Linked DNA regions of Zea mays: region 2 is linked to region 1. The links are chromatin contacts, called in public Hi-C maps. All regions are on one chromosome and are shown on one strand. Each heading gives the region's core, a stretch centred on a gene start, on an enhancer-like site or on the middle of the called end of the contact. The rest is flanking DNA. Distances are from core to core; before and after follow the strand shown. Region 1 holds the start of LOC100277434. Region 2 has its middle 78 kb from the start of LOC100279116.

Evidence for each region. Hi-C and Micro-C count contacts between places; a contact is called where the count stands out from the background.
Region 2: a Hi-C map of leaf shows a contact between it and region 1, with 4 times the contacts expected there. The contact joins the enhancer-like site here to the promoter of LOC100277434 in region 1. A contact is called at or near these places in 2 of 25 Hi-C or Micro-C datasets (ear and leaf).

What each region holds. Positions count from the first base shown.
Region 1 is chr4:126,160,486-126,166,295 of Zm-B73-REFERENCE-NAM-5.0, reverse strand. LOC100277434 reads left to right here and starts at 2,174. Exons shown (of 1, transcript NM_001150995.2): 1 at 2,174-2,882. The coding sequence starts at 2,271. The coding sequence ends at 2,600.
Region 2 is chr4:126,241,318-126,247,127 of Zm-B73-REFERENCE-NAM-5.0, reverse strand. No RefSeq gene overlaps it. Among protein-coding and RNA genes, the nearest start is that of LOC100279116, 78 kb to the left of the region's middle. Within about 2 kb of position 2,152, at least 17 of the 20 cell types and tissues checked have an H3K27ac peak or open chromatin away from gene starts, as enhancers often do. A contact at or near this core is called in ear and leaf, where this site is marked.

The DNA of each region.
Region 1 (5,810 bases), core at 925-3,424:
TTCCACTGCAAAATAGTATCATGTTCAAGTTGCCCTTGGTGTTCATTGCCTTCTTGCTTTTAATTCACATTTTTTGGTGAGGCGATGCGGTTTAAAGGCCACTATTTTCTCCATTTTGGTGCTTAATGCCAAAGGGGGAGAAATTAAAGGCCAAATCAACTAGATCAACTACCACTTTTGAATTTTAAAAAATATTGTATTAATACTTGTCTTTTGGTCAAAAGTCTCTTACTGCAAAACTACTAAGTCGCACCGAGCCAACGATTACTAAGTCGCACTGGACTGTCTGGTATGCCACCGGACTGTCCGGTGTGCCATGTGACCAACGACTGGCAACGATTGGCTTCGCCAGGAAAGGAAGGGAATCGATGACTGTTTAGTTTCTGGTGTGCACCGAATAGTCCGGTGCACCCGCAGACAGAAGGCAACCAGGGCCTTCCAAACAAAGAAGCAACAGGTCCTTTAGCCCTTGGGGCTATAAAAAGGGCCCCTAGGCGTCTCTACCTGGTACCCATACATACCAAGAGCACACCGATGCTCTGATTCAACATGATCAGGCTTTCGACTTATTCTAGAAGAGAACTGAGCGTTTTCTTGAGAGAAACTCTGTCGTCTTGATCCTTGCGCTCTCTTCTTTGCTTATGTGCATGGTGTTGCTGCACTTGTGCTCTTTGTGTTGCTACCCCCCTTACTCTTGTGTTTTGATTAAGATCATTTGTGTAAGGCGTGAGAGACTCCAACTTGCGGAGATTCCTCACAAATGGGGTTTGTTATAAGGAAGAAAACAGTGGTATTCAAGTTTGATCTTTTGATCACTTGAGAGGGGTTGAGTGCAACCCTTGACCAAAGAAGGTCACCGCAACGTGGAGTAGACATTGGCCGAACCACGGGATAAAATCGCCATATCTCTTGTGCATCTACTTTATTGCGATTGTTCTCTTCTTGGGTTCTCATATTCACTTGTATTATTGCTCCTAATTGTGATACATATTTAAAAGGAGCAATCAAGTGAAGAGATCCTCTCTCTCCATCTCTATTCATAACAACTTGGTTTTTGTTTTCACTAACACTCATTATAAACCAAGTTTGTGTTGTTTAGAGTTGATTTTCCCAGGATCACATATTCACCCCCTCTAGGTGCTCTCACACCGTAGCGGGTTTTCTCAAACTAGTGGAACTTTGAAAAGGCCTCGTAGTGCTACCCTGCATCGTCTCCTTAATTAGTAGAGATGAATGAGATTCGAGACCCTTTGGCAAATGGGTAACACGGCTTGTAGGTAAAGATATGCAACTTCTATAGAGTGTAAAACTAGTATATTAGCCATGCTCACGGCTATGAGCGACTTGGACCCTCACAAGAGTAACTTATGAGATTAAATTTAATGTGCCATGCATTGCATTGTGGGAATTTTTAACTGTGATCTCTTATTTAATTGGGTTGGTATCTATTTATACTTATTAAATGCTAATAAAATTTTGACAAACTTATTTAAAAGCAATGCTCAGTCTTCACCATTTTTTGGTAAGCCTTACATTACATATGAGCCCCCACCGTAAGTGAGCTCATGCACATTATTCCTCGCATTTGCTCAGCGATGAACGTATGTGAGCCCACCCTGCTATAATCACACCAGGTAAAGAATATGTATCGCTAGAGGAACATGAATGACGCTACGATGAATTCAGAAAGGTCTACAACGTCGTCTCCATGTTAACTATGATGGTGGAACTTATATTATAAAATAAAGATGTGACATTAATTTCTGTATTATGAGTCATCATATATGTGAGACTTAATCCTGACACACATTTGAGACGTATCCGAGTTTGCCATTAAATTCAGATGTGACATTATATTATTTTTTAGAATATTTTTTAACACGCCAATCTCGTGTTGACAATTAATATATAAAGATATCCTTTAAAATTGCTTTGAGTTGTAGATATAGATAGCTATAATTAATAGAGGAATTTGTAGAGATATTTATTATGCCATCGTAAGAAGGGAATTAATCGTTGCCATAAAACCTGTCACCATGCTAGGCCATGCAAGTTTCGTGGCGCCACAGGTTTTAAGTGCGTTTGGAGGTTTCCACCGTCCAGCCGGGGCGGTAGCGACCGGCGGGCGGCCTCATATATATCACTCTCTCTCGACGCCACAACCTGACGAGCCAAAAGACAAAGAGGATAGACGAGGAGGAAGAGAAGCAGGTAGTGGACGACGGAGGGAGACAGCCAGACAGGACAGGAGCCTACCAGACCAGAAGGGCATGCCGGGCGCCCCATGCAACGTCGAGCCGACGGGCCGCCGGTTGCGCTGGAGCGGGCTCGGACGCCGGCGCCGCCGCAGGCTCCCGGTCGCCCGGCTCGGCGGCGAGAGGGCCGGGCGCGGTCGGGGAGTCCTGCGGCGGCTCCGGCTGCGCTGGCTCACGGCAAGGTGGCTACGGCGCGCGGCTCGCAGGCTGGCGGCGATCTACATGGCGGCGCTCGCGGGCCCGCCGGCTCCCACCGGCGCGTCGTCGTCCACCTGTCCGCCGTGGATCGGCCTGGAGCCGTGCTTCGCCACGCCGTTCGTGTCCTGCACAAGGCCGTGCTGGTGAGGCGGCGTCGGCGGCGCCCGCCGTGCATGGATCGATTTCAGGCTGCGCCGGCGTGCAGCAGGTGACCATCGATCCACGTACGGCAAGGTAAGACATAAAGCTTTGGTGTAACAACAACAACCAGCCATGAGGCCACCCATAACTGGAGACGTACTGGAGCACCTGGTCTAGAATCCAGATGCATGCATATATCGAATTGTACTGATCCTTTTCTTCTTCTCTATTCGTCTCCTGTTCTTGTTCTTGTCTTGTTAAGCAAATAAGTAGTAGTAATCTTTTCCATCTGGAATTTCGTTTCTGAACTCACCGTCGATCGATACAATCTGTGGGAGGATTGATTGATAATTTGAATAGCTTACAACCAAATAAAATTGATTGCTGAAATTACGGCGTCCATCAGTCAAGAGAGAAAGAAACAAAACAACTGATGACTACGTAGTGTAACGTACGAAGCCAGCAACCAAGAAACAGGACAGCCAATTGTCCTGAACCTGAAGCGACGTGCGTCAAATCGAAAGACGTCGCGTGACGTCAAAAGTAGTAGTACTCCCACGGTCTAGTCTATATAGGTACAATTTAAATTTTAACTAAATATATATAAAAAATATAAAATCACAATACAAAATAAACATAATTAGATTATTAATAAAATATATTTAATACTAATTTTTACAGAGACAGTTACTAATTCTACTTATAATAAATTTAGTTAAACTTAATCTAAATTGATCAGTAGATACCATAGTTACATTTTTGTATGGAGAAAGTGTATTTGTCCTTTAATGAACGTGGAGGGTACGTCAATCCTTCACCGGACCTGAGCTGAACAATTTCAGCCAACTAACATATGCTCCGTACTAACGCTATGATCCTTTATAAGGGTTGATAATGGTCACCCTGATATGAGTAGTGGGAAAGAGTGTCCGTGGTGACAGTGATGTGAGTAGTGGGAAAGAGTAGAGGGACACGGGGGAGGTGGATGCTGGGGGCAGGTCCTGAATGGGAGGATGAAGGATGATGGATGATTCAAATAATATTGTTTATTTAATTTTAGTGAGTAAAGGAGATGGTTATCTAGTGATCTGAATTATTGGGTTTTGATAGTGTGTTAAGTCCAATTGTAATTTGTGTGGTGGATTTAGTGAATGTTATGGGCGTGGGCGTGATTTAGTTGGGTGAGTTTTTGCAAAGTTTAAATAGGAGAATTATATAGGAGTATAGAAAAGAAAAAAGGCACCTTCGTTCTAAAATAAATATTGCTACGATATTTATTATGATCAAACTTTTTAAAATTTAATGTTTTATGAATTACTAGTAATATTTATATCTCTAAATAAATTTTATTATAAAATAGATTTAATAACATACTTATTTTTAGCACCATATGTGCCACCTTATGACGTCGGACGGTCCGGCGCTGTCTCCCGTGTCGCAGATGGTCCGCCTCTAAGTGCGGACGGTCCGCGATTGTATCAGATCAGACGAATTAATCCCTTTTTCTATGTGTGTTTATCCCTCTAATTCTGCGGATTCTATTAGATAACGCCTAGGAATGGGTCTGACCTCTCCCTATATATATATGAAGGGGTACGGACGATTGCGCGCACCAAAAATAGAACCAATCAATGTTTCTACTTTCTTGCCCTAAGAATAGTAGTAATTAGTCGTCTTCCATCTCTATATTCACCTCTCTTCGACTCTACGTTGTGTTGAGGCGTCTTGGTTGGCCTGCCGACCCCAAGGTAAACCTTAGGATCTCTCCTCCCTGTCGGGGTCCCTCCTGGAGGGCGAGATCTAGGTGTTGTAGGTGATTGTCGTGATCCCCGCTCGTGAGTAGACCATCCAGACTCAGGGGTGGATCGTCCAACTCCACGCAGGGAAGACCCGCTTCTGCCACAAGGCTGCGGACCGTCCGCACCGTCGTAGAGAGCCCGCCAAGTGGAACAACCCTAGTGTTTGGCTTCAATTCGGAGCCAACACACTTTTTGGATTCATCAAGATTAGATCCATAACTTGGTCTGACGTACCGCAGATCGGCCCCATATGACCGGTTCAGAGGATAACTCTGATATCTCCCCTGGCAATATCATCGAGCCGACTATGGAGGGCCTATCGACTGAAGAATTTCAGAAGCTGGAGGACATCAGGAAATAGGTGTTGGCGGAAGTCGACACAAAGTTCTTGGCTGCTTTCAAGGTCGATCGACACCAGAATCCCATCCGACAGAATGAGTTTGACCTGTCATCTCTTTGGCCCGCTGCACTCGCACCCAATGTAAGTAAAGGTTCACTCTCTTAGGGTTTATGTAGATGAACAGTAGGTGCAATTTCAACAATTAGTTGGGGTATGTAGAATGATTTTAAAAGAATGACACACGTTTTTGAGAAATCCGTTGCTCCATACTTCCTATCAGATGACACTGATGCCACACAAGATTCATCGGCCACAAATGGGCGTTCACAGTCCCAACCAATTTATGGAATGCCGATGAATTCCTATAACAGTCAACCATAACCTCCACCACCTACGTGGAAAAACCCACGCCCTCGTGCACAGTCGTATAGTCCGTACCTATGGCCGAATAGTTTGGCCCAACGACGATCGATCACGTCCTCCACGACAAACCACCGAAACCGCACTAGAGATGGCTAGCATGCTCGGACCGTTTGGCTATTACGTCAGACCATCCAAGGCAAGGTATGCAGAACAAACCTCAAAATTGTGATGTTATTCCACCAACACATGGATACGAGTCCTTTTCAGCCCCTAGGAGGCTGGAAAAATCCAACGCCCAATATGGGGGCACCTAAAGTCAATACTAATGCCCCCATAGAACCCAAACCCATGGGCAAGGGAGTGACACATATAAACATAAGCGCCCACATCGTTGGACCAAAGGGTCGATGCGTTACCACCAGCTACCATTGATATAGTGAGTGAAGAGATAGCTGGGGCATTCCAAGACAAACTCACCCCAGCATAACTTCTCTCTACCTCAAAATTGTGATGTTATTCCACTAACACATGGATATGAGTCCTTTTCAGTCCCTAGGAGGACAAAAAATCCAACACCCAATATGGGGCACCTAAAGTCAGTATAAATGCCCCCACAGAACCCAAACCCATGGGCAAGGGAGTGACACATAGAAACATAAATGCCCACACCGTTGGACCAAACGGTCGGTGCGTTACCACCATCCGCCATTGATA
Region 2 (5,810 bases), core at 903-3,402, 81 kb before region 1:
CTCTAAACAAGGAGCTCCACACTTCTCTGCAAGCATGTGGATCGTCCGCGTGTAGGCGGCTGACCATCCACGAGGGCATAAAGGGCTTCATGAATCTCCTGCAGAATCTAGATCTCACTTCCCGGTAGGGACCCGTCGAGAGGAGAGATCCTAGCATTGTCTTGGGGTCGACAGGACACCCAAGACACCTCAAAACGATGTTGAGCCAAAGAGAGATGAAGATTGAGATTAAGAAACTATGACTAAGGCTAAATTACTTCTACTCCTAGTGCATACGATCGGTCGTACCACTTCATATACATATATAGGGGAAGGTCTGAACCCGTTCCTAGGCGATCTCCAACAGTTTCCAGCGAGGTTTGTTAAGATAATCGCGCAAGAGATAAACATTCTAGCCTGAATCAATCTAATCATGGACCATCTGGGCTATCATGCGGACCGTCCAGGTGCCAAATCTAGTGCTTAACACCAATGATGAAAATCATTTTTACTGCTAGTTTGGACAAAAAGTCGATAGTAGAATACGATTTTTTCACCGATATTTTTCCCTTAGGTTGTTGTTTGATATTTTTTATTCTATACTAATGATGATATATTATCACCATCCATTTTGATAAAATAGATGATAAAATAAGGTTGTAAAATCAATTAGATAGTACACCCTCCGTCCTAAAATATAAGACATAACTACTTTTTTCTAGATATAACTACTTTTTCTCTATATATACGTACATCGATACAGTAGCATAGAAAAATTAAATATATTTATTGGTTTTTAAATCAGAAGTGTTTACGCCTTATACACTGAGACAAAGGGAGTAGTGGCAACACCAAGCCACTGATGCAGGCTAAGTTGGACCTGCACAACCATACCTTCAGCCCGGTCAAGGCTAGGGCTGGACAAAAAACTCGTGACACGGTAACTCGCTCGACTCGACTCATTAGTGACTCGACTCGGCTCGATTCGTTTAAAATGAGTCACGAGCTGAGCTAACAAATTAACTCGGTTCTTAACGAGTCAAACTCGAGCTGGCTCGTGAGTTACTCGCGAGCCAAACGAGTTGTGCAAATCTGCAATGGCCTAGCCCACCCATATGGAGCAGCCCAGCCACACGATACGGCCCACATAGGACACGCCGTTCTTCAGCCCAGCCATACGGGCGGCCCACACAACCAGCCACACCAAAGTCCAATTAGCCTCTCGGTGGCTCACTGGCTTGGCCGCACGCCGCCCGCACCGCATGCCGCTTCTTCTGGCTTCTCCCTGCGAGCTGCCCTCTCGGTCTCTCCCTCTCTCTCCCAAAATCTAAACCCTAGACTCCTAGAGCCGCCGACCGCCGTTGTCCGTGGAGCAGCCGAGCAGAGCAGGCTGCAGCGCCACCGCGCCGGTGTGCGGCGTGTGCCCTCCGACCTCCGCCCGTCTGCCCTCCGCGCGGCGCTCATGTTCTTCGCAGTCTGCCCGTCTTCCCCGACGGCGCCCTCGGCCCTCGCCCTGTTCGGCTGTCCGGCGCCTACTTGCACATCGTCGGTCGTCGGCTCGCCTCCATGAAAGCTCAAGAACCGGATGGCTTATGGTAACTTTGATAATGAGCTGGCTCACGAGTTAATCGAGTCAGACCGAGTTACCAAACGAGCCGAGCTCAGCAGGTTCTCCAGCTCGTTATCATAACGAGTCGAGTCGAGCTAACTCGTTATCATAACGAGCCAACTCGAGTCGAACCGAGCCGAGTCGAGCCAGCTCGATATCCAGCCCTAGTCAAGGCACAAGTTTTATTTGTTGGGAAAACAACTTATGTAAAACGGTGAAAAACAGATTATGCTTATTCTCTTACTGTCTGTTTTTAGGTTCTTCTGAGAGAAAACTGAACCCATAAACTGTTGTGAAAACGTTTAATTTTTAGTACAGATTCTTCTTAAATTTGTGAAAAAGTTATGAAATAAACGTGCCAAAGAGGCCCCGCCGGCCAAGATGTAGTGACTTGGAACCGTGTCCACTGTCCAGACAAACTCATCAGTCATCAGACTTGGCTTACCCGGTCGGTTTTGATATGGGCTGGTATCACAGGTCGATTGGTACGGTTTGCACTGGCCCATGTATAGTTGGATTCTGTACTTTGAACACCCTTCAGTCCAGTCCAGTGGGCACAGGCAAAGCGAAATGTCCGGGTCCGGCATACCCTACCTACGACTACGACACCGACGAGTACTCTTTGTATATATATCATACAAGGGAAAAAAACTAGTGGCTGCTGGCAGCACGTGACACGGAAGGCCCAAGAGACGCGGCCCATGGGTCAAGAAGTCCAGTATCTAATTTCGATTAGAAGGAGACGGAACATGTCGCCTGCCTGACGCACGGTGGTGGCGTTGCTCGTATCATACTTGTTTTGATATTTTCTCGTTTGATTCAGATCCGAGGATACATACAAATATTATCGAGTTGTGTCAGATACAAATTAGAATTGACATTCAACTTTGAATATACCGATATAAACTGGATACGGATACAGAATAGCCAGACTCGAAAACGAATTGGATTCCAGTTTTTTTCTAGACGAATCGAACTCGAACACAGACCAATAACATCCATACCATTTACACCCGGATATCTTGCACGTCTCTAGACTTCCAGTTCATACGTGTCTTGGTCCACTACTTTGGAGCGCTCTGCCGCGTTCAGGGAATACCGACAAGGGGTGCAGGCATGCATGTCTGAATTTGAGGCAGCACCGGTGCACTGATCCAATAGTAGTCATGGCGCCAAGGAGTCAGCCACACAATGGTTCTGCTGGTGAAGGTTCGGCGCGTAAGGACACGACATGACACGATCCATCCATTCCGAAAGGGACAGGCAGATCGTTACCACCACCAGAGATTGGAGCCCGTGGCCATGTCGCAGTTGCTTGCCGTTGACAAACCGGGCAGAAGCATAGGGTGGTGTTGGTGTCTGGTTCCCGGCCCTTGCATTGATCGTCTCTTTTGCATGGGTGCTGTGTTCGCTGGCTGCTGGCCAGGTTTGGCTATATGCCTATACGCGGACGCAATCCGGCATGATCATATATGCATGTATATGACTTGCTGGAATGAAATGGGATGGGATGAATTCAGGGGTTGTTACAAATTCACGTCTGTCGGAGAACGTACGGATTTCAGGGCTTGCTAGTGTCTGCATCAACCTTTTGTTGGAGAGACGGCAACTTTGGTCTAGATAATGCGCGCTTGTGGTGTAGCAGTAAGCAATTAGGTGAAGAAACAAGCAGGTCTGCTCCCATGTTTCACCTACCAACCACACTCCTGCCCCGCGCGGTACAGCGTCTGGATGCGCCGACCGGTCGCACTAATTAAGCCGGTGCAACTCGCTCCGGCCGTAGATGAAGAAACAAGCAGCGCCCTGCACCCAAGTCCCAGCCAAGGAGCTGAGCCACCGGCAGCCAAGCACAATTTGAATAATGACAAGCCGGTTAAACTTTGTAACAAAGGTTATAAATTAGAATGAGGAGAGTATATGCATGGATCTATTTGGTTCAGCTATAGATTTTTAAAATCTGATTGTAGTTTTGAGGAACCTATTGTGAGCTCACAATTGTGAAAAAACTAACATTTATTTGGTTGAAACAGCTGTCACTTATATATTTTGTAGAAAAGCTGTCACTTATATATTTTATAAAAAATGTGTGACGAACTTGTAACATGAATGACAAAAAAAACTGAAAATATAGGGTAAGAGGTGATTCTTGTTAGGATACCTTGTTATTCTGTTAGCATATCCCATTATTTTTGGCTGGAGCTGCGCCTCCATTCTCGGCAGGTTGTTGCCTTGCTTGTACATATCTGCATGTATCTTTTGATCTATAAATACATGCACAGCCCCATGGGGGTAGATGTGCCTTGCGCCATTCAACATGGTATTGGAACCATTGATCCAGTAGACGCCAAACTCATCCATCACATCTTCTCTTATGTCTTTCTCTCCCCAGATCACCATGACCGATACTTCTTCTTCCCTGCCCACATACAGCCATTCGTTGCTGGCACAAAAACGACGACAGCTACAACACTGATCCTCCATCGACGGCTGTGGCGCACACCTCCTCGTACACAATTGATCCAAACTGGTATGTCGACACAGGTGCCACAGATCACATCACCAGCGATCTTGACCGACTGGCGCTGCGTGAACGCTATCACGGTGGTGAGCAAGTCCAGGTCGGCAATGGTGCAGGTTTGCAGATTTTACACACTGGTCATTCTACAATTAATTCCGATCATCGCCCACTTGCACTACGTAACATTTTGCATGTCCCAGATATCTCAAAAATCTTCTTTCCGTCCAAAAATTTTCACGTGAAAACGATGTGTTTTTTGAATTCCATCCGTCCTATTTTTCAATTAAGGATCGTCGGACAAGGAGAAGACTCCTGGAAGGGCGGTGTAAAGGCGGGCTCTACCCAATCCCATTTTCTGATCAACAGATCCTCAAGCATGCACTCATAAGTCGACCAATCAGTCGCGATGACTGGTATGCACGGTTGGGGCACCCATCTAGTCAAGTTGTCCACTCTATTTTACATCTTAATAAAATTACTTGTACCAAACAGTTAGAGTCCGTAATTTGTAATGCGTGTCAACTTGCCAAGAGTCATCAATTACCTTATAATTCTTCTATTCATCGCTCTACTTGTCCTTTAGAACTTCTTTTCTCAGATGTTTGAGGTCCCGCTCCAACATCTGTTGGTGGTTATAAATACTATATTAGCTTCATTGATTATTTCAGTAAATTTTTCTGGATCTATCTTATGCATGATCGTTCTGAAGCTACTAGTGTGTTCTTACAATTCCAAACTCATGTGGAACGCCTTTTGGGCACTAAGATTAAATGCATTCAATCTGATTGGGGTGGTGAATATCAGAAAATACACAATACCTTTTTTCGCTCTCTTGGCATTGCTCATCGTGTGTCATGTCCTCACACCCATCAACAAAATGGATCCGCAGAACGCAAATACCGTCACATAGTTGAAACTGGTCTAGCTCTTCTTGCTCACGCTCACGTGCCCCTCAAATTTTGGGATGAAGCTTTTCTCGCCGCAGCCTACCTCATCAATCGAATGCCTACTTAGGGTCATTGACAACAAAACTCCTATCGAACGTCTTTTTGGTACCACTCCAAATTATTCTATGTTGCGTATTTTCGGTTGTGCATGCTGGCCAAACTTGCATCCATATAATAAGCATAAACTTTCTTTTCGCTCTAAGGAATGCGTATTTATCGGCTATAGTGCTTTACATAAAGGATACAAGTGTTTAGATATTGATTCAGGGCGTGTCTATATTTCTAGGGATGTTATATTTGATGAGGGTGTTTTTCCTTTCTCAAAAACATTGACCCAACAATCACAGCCAAATCTATCCTCTCCATCGCATGATTTACGTATGTTGCATTTGGGCAATGGTGGTAATTTTATTGGAAATGATCATGTGTTATCTGTACCTGCTAACCCTCCAGTAACAGAACGTCCGGTAATATTTCCTTCTGCACAGGAACCATACCCAAGGCTATCGCAATTGGTTACAGGCTCTCCTGAACATTCTGGCGATTCTTCTACTGATATGGCTGACACGTCTCTAAAAACCATGTCGGGACCCGGTGTTCAAACAGAATCCGTCTCCGGAACCGCAGAACCCGCTGGGTCGGTGGCCTTGGAGTCTCTGCCAACATACGTGCTTCATCCTAATATTCCTCCTCAACAGCTGGCAGGCCAAACTCCACCAGAACGTGTACCCCATGCAACAGCCAACGTGGACCATGA